Regions from separate parts of the Mus musculus genome. Here all the other regions are linked to region 3. Evidence: chromatin contacts called from public HiChIP or PLAC-seq and promoter capture Hi-C data. All regions are on one chromosome and are shown on one strand. The core of a region is the stretch at or near the end of the contact, and the rest is flanking DNA. Distances in the headings are between cores, read along the strand shown. Region 1 holds the start of Panx1 (pannexin 1). Region 2 holds the start of Phxr4 (per-hexamer repeat gene 4). Region 3 holds the start of Endod1 (endonuclease domain containing 1). Region 4 holds the start of Taf1d (TATA-box binding protein associated factor, RNA polymerase I, D). Region 5 holds the start of Cep295 (centrosomal protein 295). Region 6 holds the start of Mtmr2 (myotubularin related protein 2). Region 7 holds the start of Med17 (mediator complex subunit 17).

The links. Promoter capture Hi-C pulls out the DNA fragments that hold promoters and counts their contacts. HiChIP or PLAC-seq counts read pairs in DNA pulled down with a chosen protein or histone mark. Capture Hi-C pulls out chosen DNA fragments and counts their contacts.
Region 1: a contact with region 3 is called in a promoter capture Hi-C map of adipose tissue, with 2.9 times the contacts expected there. The contact joins the promoter of Panx1 here to the promoter of Endod1 in region 3. A contact is called at or near these places in 3 of 39 promoter capture datasets (hippocampal neurons, liver and pre-B cells) and 2 of 9 other capture datasets (adipose tissue and liver).
Region 2: an H3K27ac HiChIP or PLAC-seq map of microglia shows a contact between it and region 3, with 4 times the contacts expected there. The contact joins the promoter of Phxr4 here to the promoter of Endod1 in region 3.
Region 4: a promoter capture Hi-C map of adipose tissue shows a contact between it and region 3, with 2.2 times the contacts expected there. The contact joins the promoter of Taf1d here to the promoter of Endod1 in region 3. A contact is called at or near these places in 3 of 39 promoter capture datasets (liver and pre-B cells), 1 of 115 datasets of contacts at active chromatin or transcription factors (bone marrow-derived macrophages) and 2 of 9 other capture datasets (adipose tissue and liver).
Region 5: a contact with region 3 is called in a promoter capture Hi-C map of pre-B cells, with 4 times the contacts expected there. The contact joins the promoter of Cep295 here to the promoter of Endod1 in region 3. A contact is called at or near these places in 2 of 39 promoter capture datasets (liver and pre-B cells) and 1 of 9 other capture datasets (adipose tissue).
Region 6: a contact with region 3 is called in a promoter capture Hi-C map of liver, with 2.8 times the contacts expected there. The contact joins the promoter of Mtmr2 here to the promoter of Endod1 in region 3. A contact is called at or near these places in 9 of 39 promoter capture datasets (the C10 cell line, cranial neural crest, erythroid cells and 4 more), 6 of 115 datasets of contacts at active chromatin or transcription factors (astrocytes, bone marrow-derived macrophages, craniofacial prominence and 3 more) and 2 of 9 other capture datasets (adipose tissue and liver).
Region 7: a contact with region 3 is called in an H3K4me3 HiChIP or PLAC-seq map of bone marrow-derived macrophages, with 7 times the contacts expected there. The contact joins the promoter of Med17 here to the promoter of Endod1 in region 3. A contact is called at or near these places in 7 of 39 promoter capture datasets (the C10 cell line, the SN4741 cell line, hematopoietic stem and progenitor cells and 3 more), 1 of 484 Hi-C or Micro-C datasets (pre-B cells), 1 of 115 datasets of contacts at active chromatin or transcription factors (bone marrow-derived macrophages) and 1 of 9 other capture datasets (adipose tissue).

Annotation. Positions count from the first base shown.
Region 1 is chr9:15,043,826-15,047,551 of GRCm38.p6, forward strand. It overlaps Panx1 (pannexin 1), which reads right to left and starts at 1,653. Exons shown (of 5, transcript NM_019482.2): 1 at 1,032-1,653. The coding sequence starts at 1,212.
Region 2 is chr9:13,429,797-13,433,617 of GRCm38.p6, forward strand. It overlaps Phxr4 (per-hexamer repeat gene 4), which reads left to right and starts at 1,565. Exons shown (of 1, transcript NR_028271.1): 1 at 1,565-2,955. All of the region lies in intron 1 of Maml2 (mastermind like transcriptional coactivator 2), which reads left to right.
Region 3 is chr9:14,378,843-14,382,745 of GRCm38.p6, forward strand. Endod1 (endonuclease domain containing 1) reads right to left here and starts at 2,400. Exons shown (of 2, transcript NM_028013.3): 1 at 1,829-2,400. The coding sequence starts at 2,128.
Region 4 is chr9:15,304,727-15,308,685 of GRCm38.p6, forward strand. Taf1d (TATA-box binding protein associated factor, RNA polymerase I, D) reads left to right here and starts at 1,488. Exons shown (of 7, transcript NM_029248.2): 1 at 1,488-1,557; 2 at 3,002-3,095; 3 at 3,799-3,959. The coding sequence starts at 3,028. 4931406C07Rik (RIKEN cDNA 4931406C07 gene) reads right to left here and starts at 1,441. Exons shown (of 9, transcript NM_001199485.1): 1 at 1,311-1,441.
Region 5 is chr9:15,355,750-15,359,708 of GRCm38.p6, forward strand. It overlaps Cep295 (centrosomal protein 295), which reads right to left and starts at 2,039. Exons shown (of 27, transcript NM_176976.4): 1 at 1,877-2,039. The coding sequence starts at 1,994.
Region 6 is chr9:13,746,879-13,750,561 of GRCm38.p6, forward strand. It overlaps Mtmr2 (myotubularin related protein 2), which reads left to right and starts at 2,301. Exons shown (of 15, transcript NM_023858.4): 1 at 2,301-2,522. The coding sequence starts at 2,443. Gm39291 (a long non-coding RNA gene) reads right to left here and starts at 2,324. Exons shown (of 3, transcript XR_870544.2): 1 at 1,944-2,324.
Region 7 is chr9:15,277,682-15,281,358 of GRCm38.p6, forward strand. It overlaps Med17 (mediator complex subunit 17), which reads right to left and starts at 2,225. Exons shown (of 12, transcript NM_144933.2): 1 at 1,869-2,225; 2 at 1-42. The coding sequence starts at 2,112.

The DNA.
Region 1 (3,726 bases), core at 403-2,902, 660 kb after region 3:
CCTACATCCAGAAGCCCCTCCTACATCCAGAAGCCCCTCCTACATCCAGAAGCCCCTCCTACATCCAGAAGCCCCTCCTACATCCAGAAGCCCCTCCTACATCCAGAAGCTATGTGCCCTCACTATGACTCACTGAATGCTGCTGTCAGCCTGTCTGTCAACAGCCTCCCAATCCCAGGTGAGTGAGCATGTGCTTTCTGTAGTAATCTGACCCAGGCCCATATACCCTCAGCTTCCCAGAGGAAGCCCTCTACTCTTGGCTGACACAGCGCTTTGAGCTTCCTTTCGGGGAACATGTAAGTCTCATCTCAAAATCTTGAACAGTCTCATCTGGGGCTACCCACACCTGACACAGGTGTTCCTCCAGGTCCTGCCCCACCTGCTATGCTACTTAGCTGCAATTCACACCCTCACTCAGGTTATAAAAGTTAGGATAAATAGGACCACTCACTCTGCATCATGATCTTGCCCACAACGCTAGCCTTTGGAATTGCACTAAACTATTAGGGCGAAATGAGAGCTTATATGAAGGGGATTGGGTCATTTCTTCATCTTTCATTCATTGCAAGGCTTAGGTTGAGGACGTCTCCTGCCTCCAGGGGCAGTTAATCCCCAGCACACATAACCCTAAGACAGAACTCAAGTATCATTTAAAGGCAAGACAGTGAAACAGCACCCTGTATGTGGAACGCTTGTCTTTACATCCTCCCTGGACCCACTCAGGAAATTATAGGTGACTGTACAATTACTGGAGAGAGGAGTAGGGAGAGCAGTTTTTGGCACGTCTCGCAGCAACAGGCTGAATGTAACTCCAAGCCACAATAATGAGGCGCAGGAGACAAAGGAACTGGAAAGAGGATACTAGGAAAGTCAACAGAGGTACCCAGGTTACACATGGACGAATAATGCTTCAGAATCGCTACATTAGGAGGGGCGTGCGGAAATGCCAGCTGCGTGCGGTGAAATTTCTCAGCAACCAACCTCAGACAATGCCAGCCTAGCCCAGACTGCCCCTGCGCCCCTGGCCTCACCGATGGAGATCTCCTGAGCGAAGGCCAGCGAGATGAGCAGCAGAGGTAGACCCACGGCAATACATGTGACCATCTTGTCCACCGCCAGCTCCAGTCGCAGCCCCTTGAACTTGGGCTCGGTGGGCTCCTTCAGCAAGAAGTCCGAGAACACATACTCCGTGGCCAAGTGGGCGATGGCCATGGTCAAGGCGCACCGGGTGCCGCGGGACGGGCAGCCGAGGGCAGGCGCCGGTGCTGCCGGCAGCCGGGGCGAGACGCCGAATCCGCGCGGTCACCGACCGGGCGCGCGGCTTCCGCTTTCCCTTCCCGGGCTCCCGGGCGGGCCCAGCATTGTACCGCCTTGGCTGTCGCTGCACCTACCCCGCAGGGACCGCACGGGAGCTGCAGCTGCCTGGGACCGCCCCAAGCAACGCAGGGTGCACGAGCCCCGGAGCTCCGGCGGTAGCAATCACTCCCGTGCTAAGCCCCCGCGGGCCCGGCGCGCGCGACACCAGGACTCCCTCCGGCCACTCCGAGCGCGCAGGGGCAACAACGTGCCGGGAACAAAGCTCTTCGCTACAGCTGCCCGCGCCCGCCCTGCGCGCTCGGCTACAGAACCGAGCTCTTCCGGAACCTACGCGGGGAAAACCGGGTTCCCAGGGGCGAGCAGTTTCCGGAAGCGCGCTGACGCGGGCGAGGTGGGCGCGGCTGCACAAGACCCTAGAGCCGTGTGTGTGTGGTTTTGCACTCCTTTCTGCTGACAGCCTCCCTCCCCGGAGCACGAGCTAGCCCCTTTCTAAGCCTTGTCCACCATTGAGAGCGTTGATGCTGAAGATGAACCAATGTCTTGTGCAACTCTGCACGCTAGACAAGCGCTTCAACCACAGCGCCACACTCCAGGGTGCAATCCGGGTTCTGTTCAAAACAAAACAACAACAACAACAACAACAAAAAAAAAAACCTTCAAAAACAACGGGTGTCAGAAAAAGGTCGAGATAATCTTGCGGTGATGACCGAAAGTATATTGTAGAGAGGGCCTGCATCTTTCCAGAGTTCTGTAAGGGGAGGGCATGCCCAGCCCTTTGCCCTTTCCTCTACCTTCCTGTCTAAAGCAGTAGTCATGGTTCCTGAGGCGCCAACTGCTGTGTATGTGGTGTTGGTGAGCTCCTTCTGAATACCTCACCTACAGTAGACAATGAAGCATCCAAGAAATGTTCCAACCATTTACGGCAAACGGCCTTGGAAGGTGAATGTGCCAAGCATAGACGCCTTCCCTGGGCTGTGTACATCAGCGGGGTCTGAGTAGGGTAACTCCAAGGCCCACATACTGGACCTCTAAAGACCATCAGAGACCTTCGCAGTCCTGTGCTGACAATGCTTCACACAATCCTTTCTCAGACCTCAACTACTGTCTTCTACCTTTCCCAAACCATTGTTGTTGGTGCTGGCACCCAAAGTAGAAGCCGGGTACTCCATTTTTAGAGTTTCCATCACTCTTGACAGCTGTGCCAACCAATTCTGAATTGATGTGCTTCTCTTTTCTAAATATGGCAGACTTGACCGTTCCCCACCTGCACAGCCAGCAACCAGCACCCAATTTACCCACCCATCCCTAACTGCTTACAGGAAGGCATCCTCCAGACCCTCCTAATCTTTCTCCAGATGGCTATGGAGTGCTGGGAGATAAAAGTGGTACTTGCATGCTTTAATTAATTTTACTCAGACGGTCCTAAGTGAATCTCTTTCACCTTGAGTGGTTTTTAAGTGACCCAGTTCCCACTCCTGTCTGTTCCTCGAAAGGCATGTGGCATGGGATTGAGGTGACACTGGGTTTCACAGCCTGAGGGGACGAGTCTGTTTGGGGCAGGCAGAACTGTCCTGAGTATTTTCTAGGAACCAGTAAGTCACACACGCAGTTTCTCTTCTCTTTCTGCCAAGATCAACTCATCCAAGAGGAGAAATGGCCCCTTTGAGAAGCCTCGCATGACCCCTCCCCTAGTTGGGATGAGTCAGGCACTCTCTTGGTGCCCCCAGTTCTCTAACACCCAGCTCACTCTGGGCCGGGCCGGTGATAGTGGGTTGCGTATCTGTTCAGTGATCACACATGGACTTCTGAGGCTCTCGGTTGGGTCTCGCAGTAGTTTTATAAACTTCCCCCACCCTGGCAGTTTTGTTCGTTCATTAAAACATCAGTCAAAGACTGATGAGCTTAAGAGAGAATAAAGAGAAGCTGTTGGGAACTGGGAAGAAGAGACGCCTGGCACTGGTGTGGGGTCAATGATGGAAGGTGGGGCCGGAGCATAGTCTGAACTTGTAGGGAGTGGCAGAGGGAAGTGCTGTACAGAGTTGGGCTTTAAAGCCCTTGCTCTTCAACAGTGTGTGGAGGGGCGTGGAAGGAGAGCTGAAGCAATGAGGCTTCCAAGGTGTGCAGGAGAAGTAAAGAAAGCCTCCGACCGATGGTAGAAACAAATGGGTACAAGAGCTGGGTATGAGAGCTGAGGGAACCATTTTCCTTACTCAAAAAAAATCAGACAAAAAAAAAAAAAATCTCTGGCTTGAGCCAACATTCCTGGGAGGAAAACAGAAGGTAAAAGCCATGAGCCCAGTGCCTAAGTTCGTTTCTTAAGCCTCGGTCTGTCACCCAAATAAGGATGGTTCGATAGGGTCCCCTCAGATTGTTCTTAGAATCCAACGGAATACCAGAGGAGTGTAGTGA
Region 2 (3,821 bases), core at 315-2,814, 950 kb before region 3:
TTGTAGGTGTAATAATAGAAGAGAAACATTTGTTTTCTTACTAGGAAAGTGAGTGCTTTATTTGTTTATGGACTTTTGAACTGTGAACTTGCTGTGTAAGAGGCTACTCTCAGGCTTGTGACAATGCCCTGATTCTGCCTCCATGGTCTGGAATTTCAGGTGTCCACCACCTAGTTGGCAGTTCATAATTGATGTGTGAGTTACTTGTTTCTATTATTATTTATATTTGCCAGCCAACTATAAGTATACAGGGATCCTACCCCCCCACACACACACACCACACACACACACCTTTAATCAGTTGATATTAAAATCCATTATGCAAAGAGGTTCATTGAAAAGCATAAAGATAGTTATAATAAATATTAACAATTATGAGTGTTGGCCAGAAATGAGCTAAGCAGTTGAACATTATATCTTCAAAATAATCTGATAGAGTGACTATTTGTTCCCATTGTACAGATAAGGAAACTGAGGCTTAGTGGTTTCAATAAGATGTCCAAAATCCCAGTGGCAACAACTGATCTAAGAACTAAGTCAAGCCTGACACCGCTGTCGATGTTTTCCACTGAGTCTATGAAAATGTCCTGCTGGACTTTTAGCAGTCATCACCGGCCCTCTTCCTGTCTGACTCAATAGTCAAAGCCTCTGGGGTCGTGAACCCTCTTATGATGTCACCTGATACAGAGATCCTCCCTTTCTCCAGTCTCTTATCTTGCTTTTGCTGACTTCCCTTCCAGCCTTTGCGCTGTGTGCACTAAAACTCTTTCCATTGTAAATAAATGTTCTCACACCCTGTTCCGTGGTCTGCTTCACCTCCAGGCTCCAGTGCAATGGTGATTCCCTATGAAGAACATAGCTTTCCTTCCATTGCTCTCAAAGAAAATAGTGAACTGGAAACAGAATTAGGAACTGGTATTTATCTTAACCTAGCCCCAAACTGCATATCCCATCCTCTCCTTCACTCTCTGAATTCATATCTGTGTGTTGAGACCCTCTGACAAAAGGAAGGCAGCAATTTCTTAAGTAAGGCAGTCCCTGGGACAGTCTCAGCTGATTGGATGACTCCCCTGGGAGCCTGGAATGGTGGCAAGGAGCTTCAAGATAGATTCCTCAAAGGTATATGGTAGACTTCAGAGTTTGATTGCCATGTATTTATGTGTCTGACTGTCTATGTGCCAGTGTGTTTGTGTGTATATGCATGTGTGTGTATGTTTGTGTTTGTGTGTGTGTGTGTATATATATATGTGTGTGCTGTGTGTATGTGTGTGGGTGAATATATGCATATGTATGTATGGGTATGTGTGTTGTGTGTGTATGTTTATCTGTGTGTATCTGTGGGTATGTGTGGATATGTGTGGTGATATGAGTAGGTATGGGCCTCATAGATTCATGTACTCGGATGATCATACAGAGTAGCACTATTAGGAGGTGTGGCCTTGTTGGAGGAAGTGTGTCACTGCAGGGGGCATACTTTGAAGTCTCATATGCTCAAGTTCCATCCAGTATGGATCACAGTCTCCACTGTCTCCTCTGCCTGCTGATCAACACATAGAATTCTCAGCCCCTTCTCCAGCATCATGTCTGCCCAAGTGCTACCTACCATGTCAACGGACTAAACCTCTGAAAATGTAAACCAGCCCTAATGATAAGCTTTCCTTTATAAGAGTTGCTGTGGTCATGGTGTCTCTTCACAACAATAAAAACCCTAAATAAGATGCTATGTATATATGTTTGTGGTGTGTGTTTGTGTGTGTGTTTCTCTGTGTGTATGTGTGTACATGTATTGTGTGTATATGTACATGTGTGCACATATGCACACATATGGACAACAGCCCTCCACCTCAGGTGTCTTCTTCCCAAATCCTTTTCTACCTTGTTATTTAAAGCAGGTTTTGGTATAGATACTTGTGTCATACCCAGTTTTTCTATGGGCATGCTAGTTGTCTTCATGGCAAGTATGCTACCCACTGAGCCACCTCCCAGCCCCTGGGTTGCTCATTAACACACCCTGCAGTGCCAGTGCCAGTGCCAGTGCCAGTGCCAGTGCCATCAGCCTCTCCCCGGTGCATTTAGCAGGGCATTTCTGGCATCGCCTCCAGGCCCACTACTTGGATCCAGCCTCTCACAGCCCACTTCTGACATCAAAGCCAAAACAAGAGAGAAAGGGCATTAAGAAGCCAGGGAACAGAAGTAGGTTGATGTGGATATCATTTTCTAATTGTTTTGGGCTTCGCCAGACTTTCTTATAACCTCGCAAGCTGCCTGCACCCCCATGCCATCCATGAAATGTGCAGTTGCAGCTCCCTTGCTTTGGTGACCTTTGTCCTAGCTATCATGTTTGTGTCCCTTCACACTTTCCCATCTTGCCTAGGCCTTTCTTCTTCCCAACTTTGGCCATCTTCAGCCCAGATAAACACTGCCAAAAGAAATCCTTACAACATTCAACCTACGATCTCCTCGTCCACAGTCATAGCATCACCTCAAGGTGCCCAGTGCTCAAAGGCCCAGTCCGATATTCTAGTATTTCATCTCTCTCTGCTTTTGTCTGTCTGTCCATCTTTCTTCCTTCCTTCCTTTCTTCCTTTTTTGTTTCTTTTCTTTGTTGTAATTTTGAACTAGGGTCTCACTGTGTTCTCCAGAAGCCCCTGTTCCTCCATTATAGACATCACCCATCTTAACTTCATGTAATTTTTCATTCTTCCCTTCTCTTCTTAGCAGTAAATCCCGTTTTCCCCAGACCTGAAAACTAGCAGAGGAATTGCCTTTCCTTGCACTTTCCCTTGCACTTTTCTGAACCAGCGTCAGCTTGTGTTCTGGTGAGCAATGAAGTGTCAGGCCAGTGGAATCCTCTAAAAGTTGCACAGAAATAAGGCACATGGCTAAAGACACAGAGATTAGACTAGCAGGACAAATGGGTATTATCTGAACACACCAAATATAAAAAAAAAAAAAAACCCAAACATTTTAGGAAAATAAAACCCACAGGACATGGTGACACATGCCTTTAATCTCAACAATTAGGAGGCACAGATCTCTGAGTTCTAGGCCAGCCTGGTTTACAAAGTTTCCGGATACCCAAAACTATACAGTGAGACTCTACTTCAAAATCGCAAAAGAAAGAAAGAAGGAAAGAAGGAGAGAAAGAGAAAGAAAGGAATAAAGAAAGGAAAAGCCTTATTGTTTGTACAATTATTAATGTACAAATTGGCAATAATAGAGAAAATTTGAAACATTTATCTTCCTTTCTTTCAGCATCACTGTTTCCATGTATACAAGCATTCCAGAGAAGTAGAAAATTCTTTACAAATGATTTTTAGGATCTAAAAATAGAGGGAAGAGGTTTTTTTTTTCTTAATCATCATCTTATAACCACTAACAAAACAGCTAATTTAGGCAAAGCCATGAATTGTATTACAGGGTTTTGTTTGTCTATTATCTTTCCATGAACGTAGGGACTCACACACACTAGGCAAGTGCTCTACCATCGAGCTTTGTCCCATCAATCATCAGGGAATTAATCCAGGAGATGAAACCTTATACATTTGGCTTCAGAGGCTGGCTTGAAACTTGTTACATAGTTGAGGATGGCATTGAACTTCTAATTCTCCCGTCTCTGCCTCCCCAATAACTTGGGTCACAAGTTTGTGTCACCATGCTCAGTTTATAAGTGCTGGGATCAAACCCAGAGCTTCATGCATGATAGGCAAACATGGCAAGTCAAGCTACAATCCCAGGCCTAAGTTAAATTGATTGAAAACACCTGTAGAGTTTTTATTCTCCCCATCTTCCCTTCTCTAGTCTGGGTCCAACCCAGCCTC
Region 3 (3,903 bases), core at 1,150-3,649:
ATATGGGTGACCACCTTTTATGCAGTATTGGGGGTTAAACAAATATGGCTAAGTGCATGCTGGGCAAACACTCTTCCCTCTGAGCCACAGCGCAGGCCTCCAGGACTGTTCGGAAGTCAGGACATCTCACAGCTCCAGCTGCCCTTAGAAACTATTCCCTTTAGCTCTCCTCCCCCATCCCCTTACTCCACCCAGGGTGCCCACAGCCTCCCTGTCAAACACTGTTCCTTGTGACTCTCTTAATAACAGGTCCAAGGCTCTGCCTAAGTCTCCTTTGGTGACTCCTTCACCTGCTCCTCCCTCCCATGATTGCTCTTTGAGTCCCTCGGTTCCGGGGCGCATAATCCAGTATTAGTTTACCTGCTCCACTCATTCCCAAGCAATGATCCAAGAATCTGCCACACCCATCTCATACAATACCACTCTGAAATTCCTTCTTCCTCTCTCCTGAACCCTGCTAATCCTTCCACACTCAGCACAAATGCCAACCAGACCCTAAGCTTTCCCCTATCACGTTACCAACAGATTAAATCTACCAGGACTCTGTTTACCTTGGTGAAATTATGTGTCTTCTGAGCATCACAGCAGCAGCTAGTATTATGGGTCACTGGAGAACTTGGAGTCCACACCAGTCAACAGGGTCAACTGCTAGTCTCGAGGAAGCAGGATTTGAATGCACACAGGGAGGCAGCAGTTGGTCACTGGGTATATTCAGCATTCGCAGGACTTCACCCTGTTATGTTTGTCCACTCTAGCCACTAATGAACTTAATGAGAATGGACTGGGTTGCTGCTTTCTTCCCAGACCAGGGGTACATAAAGAACTTCTAGGGGTATACTGAGGGAAAGTAAGTTTAGATCGGCACATATCTTCCCTATATGCACAAGCTAAGAACTCTTTCTACTGGCCTGAGCTCAGAGATCCTTACAGCAGGACGCTGGACACAGGAGGATGTGAGAAGGTAATATTGGTGCAGACTGCCTGAAACCTGCCTGGCCAATGGTAGCTGGAAATATGACCAAGGTACAATCCATACTTTCAGGTGGAGACACCTGAAAGCCAGAAGCTTTGTATTGGTGGCCGGCAGGAACCAAGGGCTCTGGGACACACAGGGCTGGAAGGCTGGGGAGAAGTCAGAGAGGCAGGACAGGGTGTCTTACTGCGGAGACCTGGCAGAGGAGAGCCAGTCAGCAGTTTCTGTATGGCCCATGGAAGGCTTTCTCGGTGTTTGATCCCTGCCGCCAGACAGACCCAACACTGTGAAAGGTCACTTGATTGCAATGGTCTGATAATCTACAGATACGAAGATTCAGGAAAAACTGGTTTGTCCTTTCTGCGTGGGTACTACCCCCACTGAGCTTCCCAAAGTCCTTGCACTGTCAGAAGCTTTCCCCTAGCAGAAAGGGCAGTGATTTTCTAGCCTCAAGACCAGCTCACTCATCTCACCAGCTGGGTGGTCTTCTGCAAGCTCCTTCACCCCTCCTTGTCTGGAGCTGCTTCCTGTAAAGTGGGGTGAACTTGCCCACCGCCCAAATGTTGCTGAGGGGATGTGGGCGGGCCTGGGAAGCTTGTGCTTCCCGCGGATCTGCCCGGTCTTGGCCACCAAGGGCTGTCTCCCAGTTCATGTTCTCTACTACCCAGGAAACCAACCAGACACTGCAGACGTCTGAGCCCAAGAGGAGGGAGGGCCATCTCCTCGGGGAACCTCCCGCCCCTGCGGCTTAAGTGGAGACTCCCACCCAGGCAAGGCAGGCTGCAGTTTGGGGATGGGGAGACGCTGGGGGGTAGATCTGAACTTCAGATCCCGGTTCTCCCGAGTCCTGCTTACCTGCGGCTCCAGCAGCCCGCGCTGCTCGGCACTGCGGGACGCCGGGCGCGCAGCGCGAAACGCGGAGAACACGGGGATGCGGTGGCCAGGACTGTACAGAGTGGCGAAGCGCTCGGAGCCCGCGAAGCGTTGACAGATCCTCACGTGCGCTTCGGTCGCCAGCCCGGCGGGTGGGGTCCCCTTGTAGAAGAAACGGTCGCATTCGCCGAAGCCCGCTTGCTGCGGGAGCAGCAGCCGGGCCTGCAACAGCCCTGCCAGGGCCAGGAGGCCGCCCAGCGCCAGCCAGCGCGCACAGCCCATGGCGGCCTCTGCGCGGCCGGGCGCCGCTAGAGCAGGGAAGTCCGCGGTGAGCCTCTCTGGCGGGGCGGCTCTGGGCCAAGGCCGCGCCCCTTCTCCGCCTCCACCCCGAAGATGGCTGCAGTGCTCAGCCGCGGCTTTCTGCGGCTGCACCCACCCCTGGAGACCGGACACCTGCCGCGGCGCTGCTGTGTGCCAGAGCTCCCCCTCCGCGCTGGACTGGCTTAGCCCAAGGGGCTGTCCCCAGGGCTGGCGCTGAGAAGTCGGACCTTGCGTGCACCAGGTTCCTCCGGGATGGGGAGATGTCCACAGAGGAGACGGTGCCTACCCTTCCGCATCAGACCCCAGTTAAGAAACCCTGTTAAAGCCGGGTTTTTGGTAGAGGCAGGGGGATCCGTAAGACCCTGCTAAATAAATAAATAAATAAATAAATAAATAAATAAATAAATAAATAAATAAATAAATAAATACTGATAAAGGAAGTTCTTAGGCAGACAGCACAGCCCGGCCGTGGTTTACTTGGTATGAGCATTAGATATCAAACCGAAACTCAGAAGGGAACAAGACAGCCAACACCCTGTATTCATCCCACTGCTCACATGCCTCTGCACACCCCCACCTTGAATTAGTAGAGTGATAACCGACAAGAGCAGGATCTCTGTTTGGTGAGCCTAGTATTAATTAAAAAACAAGCAAACAAACAAACAAACAAACAAAACATGCTGTTTACGGAATCACTGAAAACCCAGTGTTAATCCACTGCGTGACTCCTACAGGGTTTTAGGATACAGTGAAGGAAGTTGGCCTGAAAAGATGATATCTGAACTGACACCCTGAGGAAGGCAGCCCCAAGCTGGACTTTCCCAGAGGGGAAAAGAATGTGGGAGGGACTTGAGACAGGCTGGTGGAATAAAGAGCAGAGGAATCTGGCTGGGATGTGAGCAGAGTGATTGACTAGGATTAAGAAGCCCAGCCCCGGTTCCCACTCCCAGTAAATAACTAGCTGTGGTGGTGTGCACAGGGACCAGGAGTTCAAAGGCAGAATGGGCTTCTTGGACCCTGACTCAAACTGAAGTAATTAATTTAGTTTAAAAATAAAACTGAGGTCTGGAGCAACAGTATACATTAGGTTAGGGAACTGAGAAGGGCGACTTAGGCTCGTAATTCCGGGACAGAGGTTAAGACCAGCCTGGACTACAAATCAAGACCGTTTCAACAAACAAACAAACAAACAAAATAAATAAATAAAACATCACTGAAAGCTTGGATCTTTCTACCATAACCAGGTTGGGGAGATGGCTTCATGGTCACAGTGACTGCCACGCAAACTTGGCAGCGGGGGTCCAGATATAAGCAAGAGGATCTGTTTGCGTTTGATGCACAGAACCTGAGTTTAAAAAGAAAAGCAGGGCAAGGTGGCACAGACTTGTGATCTCATGTTGGGGGCACAGAAACAGCTAAGTTCTTGGGGCTTGAAGATCAGCTTGGCTTCCTTGGTGAGCGTCAGGTCAGTGAGAGTCAATGTGGACAGCTCTAACACCCAGGACTCTAGCTGTGTACATATCTCTGCCCCACTGCCTCAGACCCACAGTAGGCTTCAGTTTTATCCAAGCCTCCTGTGGGCTGCTGCCAGATATAAACATCTAATGTTGATAATACTGTCGACTTGACTTCCTTGTGCTCATAGCAAAAGACACTGTTTTTGATTTTGCTTTTGATTGCTCACATGTTTACTTTCCAAGGATAAAATTATAAATATTTTGAATTTTATTTTAAAA
Region 4 (3,959 bases), core at 238-2,737, 920 kb after region 3:
GGGGAGAAACGACACGGAAAGCAACAGGCTAACGGTGACAATCATGCTGAGTGTCATGATTAAGGCCATCCTGTATTCAGAAATTGTCAGGCCCTTTAAAGTCCCTCAAAATTCTCAAATCCATGACAGACATATTGTACTTCTTACTGTACAGAAAAGGAAACAAAATTTATTCAAGATCATTCAGTTGTTACATGGCAGAAACAGGATTCAAAAGCAGGTTCAAGCCAGGCATGGTGGTGCACATGTTTAGCTCCAGCACTGGAGGCAGAGGGCTGTAAAGGCAAGAGGTTCTCTGTGAGGTTAAAGCCAGCCTGGTTTACAAATCAAGTTCCAGGATCGTCAGGGCTACATAAAGAGACATGTGTCAAACAACAGCAGCAACAACAACAAACTCAAAGGCAGGTCTGTAAATCCAGAATGCACCCCACCCTAAGCTGAATCAGCAGTGAAGAAATGGCCCCTTTGGCTGACACCAGGAAGACTTCAGAATAATCCTGCAGCACCAGGAGAAGTGCCCATCTTCCACCTAGAGGGGACTTCTCTCTTCCAAATATATTGCACACAATATATTGCTAATTATTAGGTACTTATGATATACCACACTTTTACGATATACTAGACTAGTAGGGTTCAAGCACAAGGCTGGCTTTACAGCTTTGCAAATAGTTCATTCAGTCACATAGGACCCTATATTCATACTGATCTAACCACACACACAGGTCTTTGTTTGCTTTTTTTGTTTTTATTTTTTTTTCTCCGTGGTGCCATGTACACTAGGCAAGCTCTCTATAATCCAGTTATATCTCTAGGCCAACAACTTTACATTTGAAATGTGTTTGTCTATGAGAACTCAAGGGATAGTAATATCTGCCCTCTCACCACAGATCTTGTCACGCACTCAATAAGGTGTTTGTAATGTTCCCTTACAACTTAGTCCTAGTGGACCTGCATGGGTGCAAAGCCAGAGTCAATGCTGCAGGATTCCACAGACTGTTGGACAGTGTGTGCAGGGGTCAAAAAGTAGAAGGTGCCGGGCGTGGTGGCGCACGCCTTTAATCCCAGCACTCGGGAGGCAGAGGCAGGTGGATTTCTGAGTTCGAGGCCAGCCGGGTCTACAAAGTGCCTTCCAGGACAGCCAGGGCTACACAGAGAAGCCCTGTCTCGAAAACCAAAAAAAAAAAAAAAAAAAAGTAGGAGGCAAGTGAGGACACAGGGACAGTACAGAAATCCATAACACATGCCACCCTTAGTCTGACAGAGAGCTTGGCACACTGCGGGCTCAGTCACCACAACAAATCGACGCTCACCTGGCCCGCAGTGTCCTCCCACTTGCAGGAAGGCCTTCTTTCCACTCAGGTTCGAACACAGGTTTAGTCTCCTGCCAGTCTTTTCTGATAGCTCTAGGCCAAGGGAGAGCCGGGGTACCGCCCCTCCCGGAGGCCCGCCCACCACACGCACAGCCACGCCCACCAACGTGTACTCACGCGAGATTTCGTCCTTGTCCTAGTCCGGCTGCTGGGCGCCGGGAGCGCTCTTTTCGACGCGGCGGAAGAGGTAAGCGGTTGTTCACTGTGGCCGCTCAGGTCTGCTGCGGGCGACGGGGCCGCAGGGCGGGGTTCTTTGGGCTGCGGTCCGCGCGGAAACGGCGCTCTTGTAGGGCCAGAGCAGCGGGCCGGAATCCCGCCATCCGCAGGCCGCACGAGGCTCCGGGTCGCTGTTGGGAGAGGCCGAGGTGTTCTGGGCCTGGAGGGCGTTTTTAGTGCCGTGTAAGGGGTCGCGTGCTGCCTGCGCACATCTCTTAGGTTACGTTCCGAAAGGGTCTTGCAGCGGGCCCACGGCGCATAGTCGACGCAGCTCACCACGTGGCCTCCAAAGCTTGTAGTCTCGGAACTGTAAAGTAGCGTACAGGTGGGAGTGATTCCTAGGAATTATCTTTGATTTACTCACAGGCATATCGTTGGGGCGACCGGGTCAACCTTAAATTTCAGTTTTGGTGGGTTAATTTAAAAAAGCAATTCATGTAGCGGGCATTTTGCAATCTAAGGTCGTAGTCACCCTGTTTTTCTTATCCTCGAAAGTTGTGATTATTTTTAGTTCTAGGATTTTGTGTAGCCTAGGAAAACTGTAGTCTTTTCTCCTTTAGTACATATGGCCGTTTTGCCTGCCTAATATTTCTACACCACGTGCACGCAGTGCTCACAGAGCCCAGAAGAGGACATCGAATCTCTTAGGACTGCTTACAGCTATTTTTAGGCTGGCATGTGAGTTCTGGGAGTCTCATCTTAGTCCATTGACAGTATTCTATTCATTTCTTTTTTGGGGGGGGAGGTTTCGAGACAGGGTTTCTCTTTATAGCCCTGGCTGTCCAGGAACTCACTTTTTAGACCAGGCTGGCCTCGAACTCAGAAATCCTGCCTCTGCCTCCCGAGTGCTGGGATTAAAGGCGTGCGCCACCACGCCCGGCCATTGACAGTATACTTAACTGCTAGGCTATCGTCTCAGCCATAATCTAAAGGTTCTTTTACACGTTGTTAGGATTACAGGCCTGTGACCATTTGATCAGTAGTGATTTTTGAGCCACTATCGCCATATCCCAACTACCCGAACTCTGTTTCAGTGTCGAGTTCGCAGCCCAGATTGGAATTAGAAATGCTACTGTGAGGCTAGGTGGTGGTTAAAGCCATGTCGGGTTTTGGGGGTAGATTTAGTGAGAAAACAAACTGCATTGGAATGTGGCTTCTTGTTTTCACTCACATATTTAAAGAAAACTATGCCATATGTGTGAGGGTACTCTGGAAGACAAAAGATCACTAACAGGGAGCTGGAGTTAACAGGAGATTGTGAGCAACCCGATGTGGATACTGGAAACAAGCCCACTCAGAGGCTTTAAAGTAGATATAAAATGTACTATCCATAGGGATTTTACAGAAATTCACACAGTGGGAAGGAGTATGCTGAACTTAGACTGCTGGTACATCATTGAAATCTGTGATTGCAGAAAATTGGGAAAGGCCGCGAAAAGTGATGGCTCAATCAGAAGTGAATTCTGTCTGTGTGGCATCGGATAGAGCTGGAGATACTGGAGACCAAAGGTAAGGTAGCTTTTGTGGGTAAACTAGAGATTCAGTCCAAATGTTCAATTTATTTTTGAGACATCTCAGTAGATAGAGCCATGGCTGCCCTCACCCAGGTAATCCTGCCCATCTACCTCTCAAGAGTTGGGATTAAAGGCATGTTACCACACCCTGCACTCCAGCAAGTTATTTGTAATGCTTGTACTTAAAATAGATAGAGAGAACCTCAATTAGCATTTATATTAGCTTGACAGTTTGATTAAAACTGTATAATTCTACCAACCTGAACATGTAGGAATGGAACATAGTTTATTTTTTCCAAGAAAACTACATTTGGGGGGCTAGTTCTGGTTTTATTGGCCCATTTTTGTTTAGTAGGTAGATAGTGGAAGCTTTAGTGATTAAGTGGTGCTTTTGAAAGTTAAAACTGAACATTTTAACCAACTGTCTTGTTTTAGATATAATAGTAAGTACTAGTGGTTAACTGGTACTGAATCTATTCTAAAATGCTGGGTATGATTTTAGGGGGTTGATCTTTGAAGAAATGCACTTTGAAATTTTAACATGGTTTTTAGGTTTGTCATGCTTTTGTCTGGTGTTCTAAGGGCAGTAAAGGCTGTTGGAGCTGTGAACTGAAGGAATGCATGATTGGGAGCATGGCCTTGAAACTCGGGGAGGATTATAGCTAATGATAACTGATGCAGTTTCATTTTTGTTTTAGTGATGACTCCTCTGATGGCAGCTTATTTAAAACTCAGTGTGCTCCTTCACCTATACAAAAGCAAAGACACCCTACTGTGAAACGTGTTACTTTACCTGCAAGTGTTGAAACAGATTCATCAAGTGACTCTTCTATAGAACCAAGGCCTCTGACTTTAAAGG
Region 5 (3,959 bases), core at 789-3,288, 980 kb after region 3:
GCTGCTGATATCCCCCTTAGACCTTCCTCCTGTCTCTGCAGTGCTGGGATGGAACTCCAGGCTTTGCACATACATGCTCATGTTTCCACTGCACTACAATCCCACTCCTCTTCTCTAGAACTTAAGAGTTTTCTTTAACATGCTCCTATCTAGAGGAATGTGCTCTGTGAAAACTGGTGTCATTTGAAACTCTTTCCAAGTAATTCTGCTATCAACCTGTTCCTAGCACAGCATGCCACGATCTTAACTGAGATGAGTGCACATCTCCCTGGTCTCTTTACAGTGATGAGGCAGGCAAATGTATTACTGGATATTTACTGCTAGCTTGAGCTCAGATGCTGCTAAGGAGCTGTCCTCTATGAATGACCTTCACATATGCATCTCACCTAGACTAGAGACTATTTATATTCATATAGGGATAGCTTTTCCTTTAGCTTTTCATTATTACTCGTCTTTTGTAGACAGGGTCTTAATAACTGAGTGATAGTAGCTATAGTTTTAAAAACTCTTAATGCTCAAATATAACAACTTAAAAATACTGTTTCAATGAGCTGCTTGGGTCACCTGGTAGAAACTACACCCCCACCCCCTTTTTTTTTCTTTTTTTGAGACAGGGTTTCTCTGTATAGCCCTGGCTGTCCTGGAACTCACTCTGTAGACTAGGCTGGCCTCAAACTCAGAAATCCGCCTGCCTCTGCCTCCCGAGTGCTGGGATTAAAGGCGTGCGCCACCATGCCCAGCTTGAAACCATTCCTTTTCACAGAGAATTCTTTATCACAATTGTGGTCAGGACAAGTATGATCTTATTCATCACCTCATCTCTTTTGTCTAAAAAACTGTCTTGCATCTTATAAATAATTCAGCGTGGACTGAACGAGAAAGTGACTAATCCATATACAGTACTACATGGCAGACCCAGTCATGACTTCATCGAAGAACAAATGTCAAACAGTAGTAATTGCTTGAATTGAAAACCTTTTCCGCACTCGGGAGGCAGAGGCAGGTGGATTTCTGAGTTTGAGGCCAGCCTGGTCTACAGAGTGAGTTCCAGGACAGCCAGGGCTACACAGAGAAACCCTGTCTCGGAAAACAAAACAAAACAAAAAAAGCCTTTTCCAATACACTCCACTGAATTCTTAAGAAAATACTCCTGAGGATGGTTGAGGCTCCAAGAGAGGAACATTTTAAGTTGTCCTCCATAGGAGACAAGTATTCCTCCTGCATCTATTAAGTAGAATCCTGTTACCTGGCTTGTTCACTAGTCATTTCTACCCATGTGGACTCTTCAAGTTCTGTGTTTTAAGTGTCCAATAATGATGGACACAGTAGGGCTTATCTTGATAGATTTCCTTCTAAGGATTAGGCAGTATCTGACACACAGTAACCAAAAAATTAATAGATGTGGATGCAAGAGCCATTCATTAGCAAAAGGCAGAAGCCAAGTTTCAAATCCCTTGGGCCTTGTTAACTTTATTCCGTGTAAGGGGGTAATAGCCACCACACGTGGCTGTACTATATGTACGTGTGGCTTAATTACTACCCAACCGCCGAACACATTCTAATGTAAGACTGACGACAACCATTCGCTGCTGTAGGGTTTATTGCCTAGGCTGGTCTTGAACACGAGGCATTTCTCCTGCCTCAGCACTGCCTTGCATGTGCTGGGATTACAGGGTGAACTAACACTCTCGAATGAGACTGCCATTTTTTTCATAGCTTGAGTGTAGGAAGAGTACCAGAAGAGCTACGGGTGGCGGATGCCTCAGAAAGGCCGAGCTCTCTGTAGGGCCGGCCTCGGGGCGGTTTAAAGGGCCGGAAGGTTCGCCAGCCTGCTCGCGGCCAGCCAGAAGAACCCTGGCGGGCCTCCGTCACTCACCTGACAGCGTGTGTGGTCTGGCCTCACGACACACAGGCACCCGCACCCGGCCGGCTACCCAGCAGCCGTTTGGGTACCTGCGGGACAGCCATGACCCGGCTCTCGTCACTTCCGTCATTCAAACGGCCCGCCAATGGCGGGATCGGACGGCGGGAACCAGCTTAGGACCGCCTCCGCAGGGGCCGCCCGGAAGGCCGCGCCGTGCCAAGCCCCCGCCCACCTCCAGCTCGGCGCACGCGCAGCCCCGCCCACGTGCACGCACGCACGCACGCACGCGCAGCTTGCGCAACGGGCCATTATCCCTCTCAACTGTCAGGGTCTTGTCCCACTTGCTCTGTGGTGTTTTGTCGCCGGCAGTCAATCCTGGGTCGGGTTCAGAACATGAAGGAGGATGTGTGGAATCGGCGGAAGACTTGGACCAGGAAGTGCAGTTCACATACTATACTCTGACACCGAGACAACTCAGACTACCTTTATTTATACATCTAGTTTTCCACGTCTCTTTTAAGAACTTCCTATGTTCAACCAAGTGCACACTGTACTTCCTTCTCAGTCGCCACGGTTTCCTGCTAACCCATGAACAGTATCAAGAAAGATGAAATATAGATTGAGCACGTGGCTAATATCTAACCCAGCACATTGATACATAACCAATTGAGGATACAGTACAGAGAGGCGATAAACTACATACCCGAGAAATTCTGATTTAATTATTGACACCTAGCCTGTCCCCTTAGGAAATCTCATTCCTCTAGTGCCCAGGGCAAATTAGTAAACCGAGTCAGTTGCTCATCCTTGCTTGGTGTAACCTCTGAATATTCCTGTTAAGTCTTGGAACCAACAATCCAGAAAGACCTTCTTAAGCTTTTAATACCCATGTAACTATTGTTTGGAACAGCACTGTAGGGCAAATTGTTGGAACTAAGTAACCATAAGGAGAGAACATCTGGATGTTAGCTGGTGTACACAGACTAGGCCCTCTTGTTGACCAACCGCATCATTATTAACAAACACAGGAGTAGTGGTCTATTCCACTTTCATGGCCTCAGAGACAAATAGGAATGAATCACAGTCCAAACTTTCTGATTCTAGAGAAACATCTGTCACAAACAAAGTAAAAGCAAATACTTCCAATAACAAAGTCAAACACACAAATGCAAGGCAAAAGCGAACCAAGCATTCCTTGGGGAAAGGCCAGGAGATTCTGTTCCAATATCCCATAGGTCTTTGCCATGTGGGGACCCAACTCCTCAGGCCTTGCCATAAGGAGATCCATCTGCATTAAACTCATGCACCATTCCCAGCAGAGGCATGTTCACTTGGTCGCAAGTCTGGAAGAAGAGGTGTAGCAAGCACTTTTGGTTCAGTTGCCTGACACCCCTCTGTCATTTGCTGACCTGATGACTGGACAGCTCTACCCAGCTGGCGTCTTGGGCAGAAAGTACTCAAGTGGAAATCTGAGCTTGAGACATGTTCTGTTTTGAATAGGAAACCAGGAGGGATCAGAGCAAGCTCAGTAGGGTGAGAGAGTGTCAGCCTATACATTGTGGGGGAACACTCTCATAGAAGCAGGGGGATGGAGGATGAGATAGGGGTTTTCGGGGGTGGGAGGACTGGGAAAGGAGATAACATTGGAAATTTAAAGAAAATATTCAATAAAAATAAAATTTTTAAAAAATTGCCGCATTTTATTGGTTATATACGAGGGCCAGCCCAATTCAAGTTAGGAGGAAGTTATCTCTATGAGAGATGCTGTGGGCAGCTTAATCCACTGTGGTGTCCTTAGTTATACTTGGCCTGCCCTCTTCCCATGGTCCATGGAGACCCAACGATTAAGGCATGTGAAGGCAGTTTGCATATTTTTTAAAAGTATAAGATTATCTGCTTAGGCTTCTTTCTTAAGAACTTTGCCGTTTGATACAGACCCAGCACCCCAGGTCACAGAGGTATGGCCAAGACCAGGCCATTGCAACCCTCTAGCTCGCTTGCTATTGTGATGGGCATATGACCTAAAGTGGGTAAACCACAGTATTTTGCAGTAATTGTTCTTGGAATCAATAAAAATGAACACGTTCTTTTTTTA
Region 6 (3,683 bases), core at 1,051-3,550, 630 kb before region 3:
CCTGAACTCAATTTGACTAGACTGGCCGGCCAGGTGAATAAGCAGGAATGCACCCATCTCTGTCCTCTTGGCAGTGAGATTACAATCGAGCCATGAAGCTCTCCCTCCCATTCTCTCTCTCCCTCCCTCCCTCCCTCCCTCCCTCCCTCCCTTCCTTCCTTCCTTCCTTCCTTCCTTCCATGTAGGTCCTTAGGGGATGGAGTTCACATCTTCATAGTTGGACAGCAAGCCTTTTACTGAGCCATTACCTGATGCTGAAGTATTCTTAAAAAAATGAGGCATCTGGGGTGTAAAAAAGTCTTAGGTTCATATTTCCTGGCTTTATGACATAACAAGCAATGCGTGAGATAAATAATGCAGTGATTTAAACTTCATCTGAAATTATTCTTTGCTTTTTTATTCTTCTTCATTCCGGTTAGATGTAGAGCTAGAGTGCTTGGGGAAGAAAACCAACAATAACAACAGATCTATTTACTAAGAACTTCCTGTGCAACTGACTGTTAAGAAAAACAACCTGTTCAGTTGTCAGAGATGAACAACAAACATTCAAAGTAAGTTTAGTGACAGAATCAGGATTGCAATGCAGACTTTTCTGGTTGCAACCCCTCTCCATTTGATACTGTTCCATAATAACTAGAGAGGGTCATGCACAAGTTATATTACCAGGAAGCCAGGTTTGTAATAACCAATACAGTGCTAGAAATGGGTCTTTCATTTAAGGGTTCATTCTTCTTCAACATTCATAGTTGGGAAGACACAAGTTGAAGTGTTAGGCGATCATTAGCATTTAAAAAGTCTGATAGAGAAAGAGAAGCAATAGATGCATTCTATCGTGAATCTTACAGATATTTGTGTTTGTCAAAGTGTTTCATTTCACTATTTATTTTCCTGGGCTATCAGAGAGGTGCAATTAAAATCTCTTGAAAAATTTCAGAGATGAAAATAATTGCTTATCATTTATCCTGGTCACCTGGAGATGAACAGATTTTTCTATCACGTGTTCCCAGCTCTGCTTTTCTGTTTTATCACAGGCTCAAAAAACAATGGAGCCAAGTGACCATGGACTGGAATCTTTGAAACCATCAGCCAAAATAAATCTTTCATTGGGAATACTGTAAAGGAAAGCTAGTACACAAATTATTTCCTTGGTTCTATAAATTATGATTGTGTTTTAAAACCAAGTTTTAAATTAAATCTAGTTTGTAAGAACACAATTATATTTATCCTAGCAGGATTTTTTTAAAAGTTTCTTTTATTTACAGAAATAATCTTTGTGTTTTTGCTTTCCAGACGTGTGAGGTGTTTAAGGCAGAGTCACAATTAGAGAAATTCCTCCAGTACTTTCCTTCCTGTGTCCTGAGTAACAGAAAGTCACGGGTATTAACATTCCCTCTTTACCCAGTTTCTGTTCCTTTATCACATTCCATCTCCACACTCCCTTCCTGCTTTGTAAGGGAATATGAAGCAGCACACCGGAGGTAAGTCTGTTCTCCATGTTACATCATGACATTCAGTAGTGTTTTTGTCTAATTCTTTTTGTGATTTTAGCAGCTTCTCCCTCATTCTCACTTCAATACTTACTATGCCTTATAGGTTGGTGTCAATGTGCTTATCAGCTACAGACACACTTTCAAGCCACTTTAACCCATACTTTTGTCACTGGAGGCCTGAAAATTCAACTCCATTCTCACTTTCCTTTGTATAACGCTGTTCAGAGATGGAAATTTCCCTTCCCCTCCCCATTCAGGGTAGCTGTTACTATCTTTCTCCTACAAACCACTTGTTAGTGGTCTGTCATCCTTTAGTTTTCTTTCATTAACAGTTACCATTTATTAAGTTTGTTAGGTTGTTTATATATTGACTACTGTCTGAGTGCTTAAGCAGGCATTGCTTTAGGCGTTTTATATTTATCAATAGTTATTCTGTGAGGTTAATATACTTACACAGAAGGAAGCAGATGTAAATGCAAGGTAACTGGAGGCCGTGGGATCAGTCTGCTTAGCTTCACTGTTACCGTTACAAAATGGGTTCTCACATCACGTATGATCTCACATCACTACTTCTAACCTCACCCTTAAATACCTCACCCCCTCATCCCACAGGCCGCCCACATTCCTCTCATTTTCCTCGAGTCCACCTCTCCCAAGCCGTCACATCTTGTGTTTTCTCTGACATACTAGTGTCCTCTTCCTTCTGGAGATTTTCCTGTTAGCTGACTCTCACTGGGCGGCCAGGCGCATGCGCATCGCTCCGCTTTGTAGCGCCACGGGGCCCGACTCCCGACAGCCCCCGCGCGCAGTGCAGGCTGGGGGAACATGGCCGCTTCCGGTCTCGGAGCCTGCCTGGCGCGGGGCTGACCGCGGCTGCGGCCCCGTGCGCTCCTCCCTCTGCATCTCGCGCCGGCGGCCGCGGAGGGCGCAGCGGCCTCCAGTTTCTCGCGCCATGGAGAAGAGCTCCAGCTGCGAGAGTCTCGGCGCGCAGCTCCCGGCGGCAAGGCTGCCCAGCGAGGACTCACTGTCCAGGTGAGGCCGGGCGTATGGGGACGGAGGCCGGGAGCAAGTGTAGATGGAGACGCCAGGGCGTGCGGGAAGAGAGACTGAGGCTGCTCCTGCGGGAGGGAGGCCGGGGCATGCGGAGGAGAGACCTGGGCCTAGAGAGGCTGGACCCCGAAGAGGGCAAAAGCCGCGGGCATCCCGTGGGTATGGAGAGCCCAGCAGAGCAGTGCTTGCTTCCTCCTCTGGGCCTTTGGTGCGAGAAGTGAAAATACAGTTTCTTTATGGCCACTGCCCCTCTAATTCCCGCTCATTTTCCGGTCCTAGATTTTGCTCCAGTTGTGTTTAAGGACGCAGCGTTTTTTACTTTATCAGGAGTTCAGTTGTCAAGGGCGTGACATTTTCATTCTTGTGCTCTAATCACAGTTTGGGGACCAGCCCATTACCAGACAAGAGGCTTTAGAGGACACTGAGACAAGCGTGCTTAGATTTGAAATGGAGAGGGGACGAAGCCTTCAGAGTCAGCTTCTCAGCTTAAACATCAGTGACATTACCATCACAATATACATTATATGTGGTGTCTGTTTGGAGCATTCTTCAATTAACTGTAGATAACAGCTTTATTATAGAACTTGTCAGTTTAAATTTTAAGCTTAATGTAGGCAGACAGCCACAGATGAATCGAATGTACAGGCAAGGTAGACTGTTATTTCCACTTACTGTGTTAAGTGTTTATCTAAATTATTTCAAGTTTTGTTTTGTTTGTCTACAAAGTACTACAAGCAAGTATTAATGTTTGATTATGATAGCTCAGCTTTTTTCTGCCCGGTCACTCCAAAGTTGTTTGTTTGTTTACAGATGCTCAAATAAATTATCTTATTTGCTTTCATACATTCTACAAAATCATCTTTAATATTTCTCAATGTATCACACAATTTCTTTCACCCAGTAGATTGATAAACGTATTACTATTTAAAAGTGTCTTTGTGTGTGTGTACTTGCATGAGTTCATGTGTACCACAGGCATGGAGGAGTCCAGGAGGTGAGATTCCCTTAAACTGGAGGACAGGTCGGTGTGACCCTCCTGTGGATGCTGGGAACTGAACCCTGGTCCTCTGTCAAAGTAGCAAGTGCTCTCAACTGCTGAGCCATCTCTTCAGCTCTCACTTAAATTACTGTTGAGTTTAGCTA
Region 7 (3,677 bases), core at 975-3,474, 900 kb after region 3:
CAGAGTCCCAAGGCCACAAAGAAGGTTGGAATTTTACCAACCCTGAAAAACAGAAAAGAAAAGCAGAAACACATGTGTACTGGTTACACTGACTACAGAACAGAAGGTGGCTCTTTTAGAGGTTTAAAAGCGTGAAAAGGAGAAATGAGCTCTCCTCCAAACCACCTCTCCTTTACTTCCTTCTCATACGCTTTCTTCAACTGTTAACACTTAAGACTCCTCTTATGGCAAAACAAATGCCAGTCTAATTTCCACAGGCCAAAGCTGTCATCATATCTCAAGTAGGCACTCGAATCTTTCTAAACCTAGGGCTTCATTCATCCCAGATAAGCACTAAACTATATCCCCCATCCCCACAAAAGCCTTTAAAATAACCTGTTTCCTTCCAACATTTAGAACTTGAACTTCCAACATTCCTGAACTATAAAACAACAGGCAAAGCCCCAAATGGCCTACAACACCAGCATTACCATTGGCTGCACGAATAGACCTTCCCCCCACCCCACCCCCCCACCCCTGAGACAGGGTTTTGGGATTAAAGGCATGAGCCAACACTGCTCAGCTATACCTTTCTTTTAACCAATTTTTTTGTTTCGTTTTTGTTTTTGTTTCTCTGTGTAGCCCTGGCTGTCCCGGAACTCACTTTGTAGACCAGGCTGGCCTTGACCTCAGAAATCGGCCTGTCTCTCTGCCTCCCGAGTGCCCGGCTTCTTTTAATCAATTTTTAATAAATGCTCACTCTAAGGAGTTCATGATAAAGGATCAGGGAGTGAAAGTCAAAAGTTTTCTTTTAATCTTAGGCCTAACTCTCCTCCCTCCTGAGACATATCTCAACCCAGCATACAGGAACTAGTCACTCTTTCACACACCACAAGATATTTGGAAGCCAGGAGGCATGCCATTTAAGCCTGTCCCTTAATAGACAGGTCAAATGTTCCTAATGACATCAGTACTGGATCTTAATACATACCTGTGCTCTATAGTTCTTTCTGTGGGTGGGGGATTTCATGGATCAAATGTGATACACATTTAGAATTTTGCATTTAAAACTACTGAGCTGGCATGCCTTTCCAACACTGGATAATGACAATGTTGGGCTTGTTTAAGATTTAAAAAAAAAAAAAAAAAAAAAGATTTATTTATTTATTTAATGGATGTAAGTACAATGACGCTGTCTTCAGACACACCAGAAAGAAGGGGGCATCGGATTCCATTACAGATGGTTGTGAACCACCATGTGGTTGCTGGAAATTCAACTCAGGACCTCTGGAAGAGCAATCAGTACTCTTAACTGCTGGGCCATCTCTTCAGTCCCAGGTGTTTTAACTTTCTGTCAAATTTATGAAAACTACATTTAAATTTTTCTTTATTTATTGAGATGGTGTCTATTTGCTCATGTTTTTCATTAATCTGACTGCCTCTGCCTGGCGAATTACCACACTAAACACGAACATCCTCACTTAAACCGATTCTGTCACATCACTAAATCGAAAACTGTGGTTTCAAATTTTGGTTTTTTTTGATAATAAGGAGAATCCAAAGTCTAGTCTGGTTGCTTCTCCAAACTCCCCCTCTTCAGTTTTGTTTTCTTGTAATTCATTCACCTCAAAGTTTCAGTGGTCATTTTAAGTATCACCTGTTTCCACCTAAAATCACCCCCAAAAGCTTTCAGCTGTTCTTTATTAAAAAAAAAAAAAAAAAAAAAAAAAAAAGCGAATGCCTCTTCTCCTGGCCTGAACAGGACCCCGAGTCCCGACCGGGTCGGCCTTCCCACTGCTGTCAATACTTCTCAAGGCCACCCACCACAAAACACAGTTTACCCTAGGGGAGACCCTGGGATAGAACCAGCAACGAGGGCGAAGCCTCACCCTCCTCGTCGTCCTGGTCGGCTCCCGCGCCCCCCCAGTCCGGCGCATCGCCGTCAGGCCCTGCCGCCTCCTCCTCCTCAGAGCCAGAGCCCTGGCTGAAGTCGATGCGCTGTGCCAGGCGCGCCAGGTTCTGCGACATGGACAGCGGCTGCAGGTACGTCTCGGTGCCATCAAGGCCCACCTCCTGCACCTGCTTCTCGCAGGCCGACTCGATGCTGATGCGCACGGCTCGCACGCCCGACATGCTGGCGGCGGCCTGAGGGCGACTCGCCGGAGACTCAGAGTACAGCACCGACACGGAAGGCTGGAACAAGCTTCCCGCAAGCCCGACGCGGCGGCCGGGAGGAAGCAAACTACCCACTGCTGCCCCACAATCCTCCGCGCAGCGTCTCGCGGAACACTATGAGCATGCGCGAAGGGCCAGCTGCCCGGACATTTCCTGTAGGTTGCACGTGAGAGCCAGGAACTTCCGGCTGACCGGGCTCAGCCGCTGCAGTGCAAGTGGAGTGGGCTGGGTTTATGTAGATACGCTGGGCGTTGTAGTTTGTTTGTTTGTTTGTTTGTTTGTTTAATTGGTTGCTTGGTTTTTGAAATAGCTTTCTTGCTGGCCTGATTAATTTGTTGATTAGTTATTGAGACACGCAGCTTTTTTGTTAGTTGGTTAGTTATTTGATTTTTGAGACACGCAGCACACACACCAGCACTCCCGCTGATTCGGTCTGGGAGCCCGTCCGTGGGATGAGTCCACTCACTTTCCGGGTAGGTTTTCACTTCCTAGTTAAACCTCTCTGGGAACATACTCCCAGAGGTGTTTCCCCTAGGTGACTTTACATTCGTGAAGTTAACGATGAAGACGTACGTAAGGGCTTTACATTTATGTAAGCACTCACAAAGACTGTCGACGGTAGTTAACTATAATTCGCAGCTGTTTGAGTCTCTCTGTTGATGGAGCTGCCTCCAGCAAAGAAGACCGAGTCAAACAGCTAGCAGGACTACCATCCAAACTGCACCAGCTGTCTTAAACACTCCAAGAACACTCAGATATGCCTACACGAAAGATTGCAACTGATTGTCCTGGCCCAGTAAGCACAGCTTGGGCCAGGGCTTTGTGCAGACCTGTGACTGGTGGCTTAATGATAAATGGAGGACTATGCTATCTCTCCAGACATGCAGCCACCCTTACACGCATACACTCACACATTCACAGACATGTACACATATAAACAAAAGACACCGGTGTTTAGCCAAACAAATGGCTGTGATTGGCCCAAATACCCCGTCTTGGGTTGTATGAGCAGGCTACTCCTCAGGTGGTCCACCAAGAGGCACTCTCCTTTCCTCATGGTGTTAGGATGTCATGTCCAGCAATGTCTTTCACTGAGTGGCCTTTCTTACTTTCAGCCTGCAGGCTGCACCAGAAAAAGCAAGGAACATTAGCTGGTTGGCAACAGTGCCCCACAGCTTGATAGGTACTAACCCCTATACTTCTGTCCAGCCATTTCGTTTTCTGTTTGTTTGTTTTAAGAGTTTCTCTGTGTAGCCCTGGCTGTCTTGGAACTCACTCTGTAGACTAGGCTGGCCTTTGATACCACTTTGAGTCTAATCTTGGGCTCCTGAACAACCTTGCCTTGTCTAGAAATCATTTGTCAAGTCCTTGGGCCCTGGCTTCCCACAATGAAGTGTAGATGGAGGCGTTAGCATAGCTGTCTGACAGCTGAAGAATCTATAGCCTGCAGAAGCCTCTGACTTACTATTGACAATGTCCACAGGCCTGTATCCCGCTGGTAGTGCTGGTGCAGCCACTAAAGC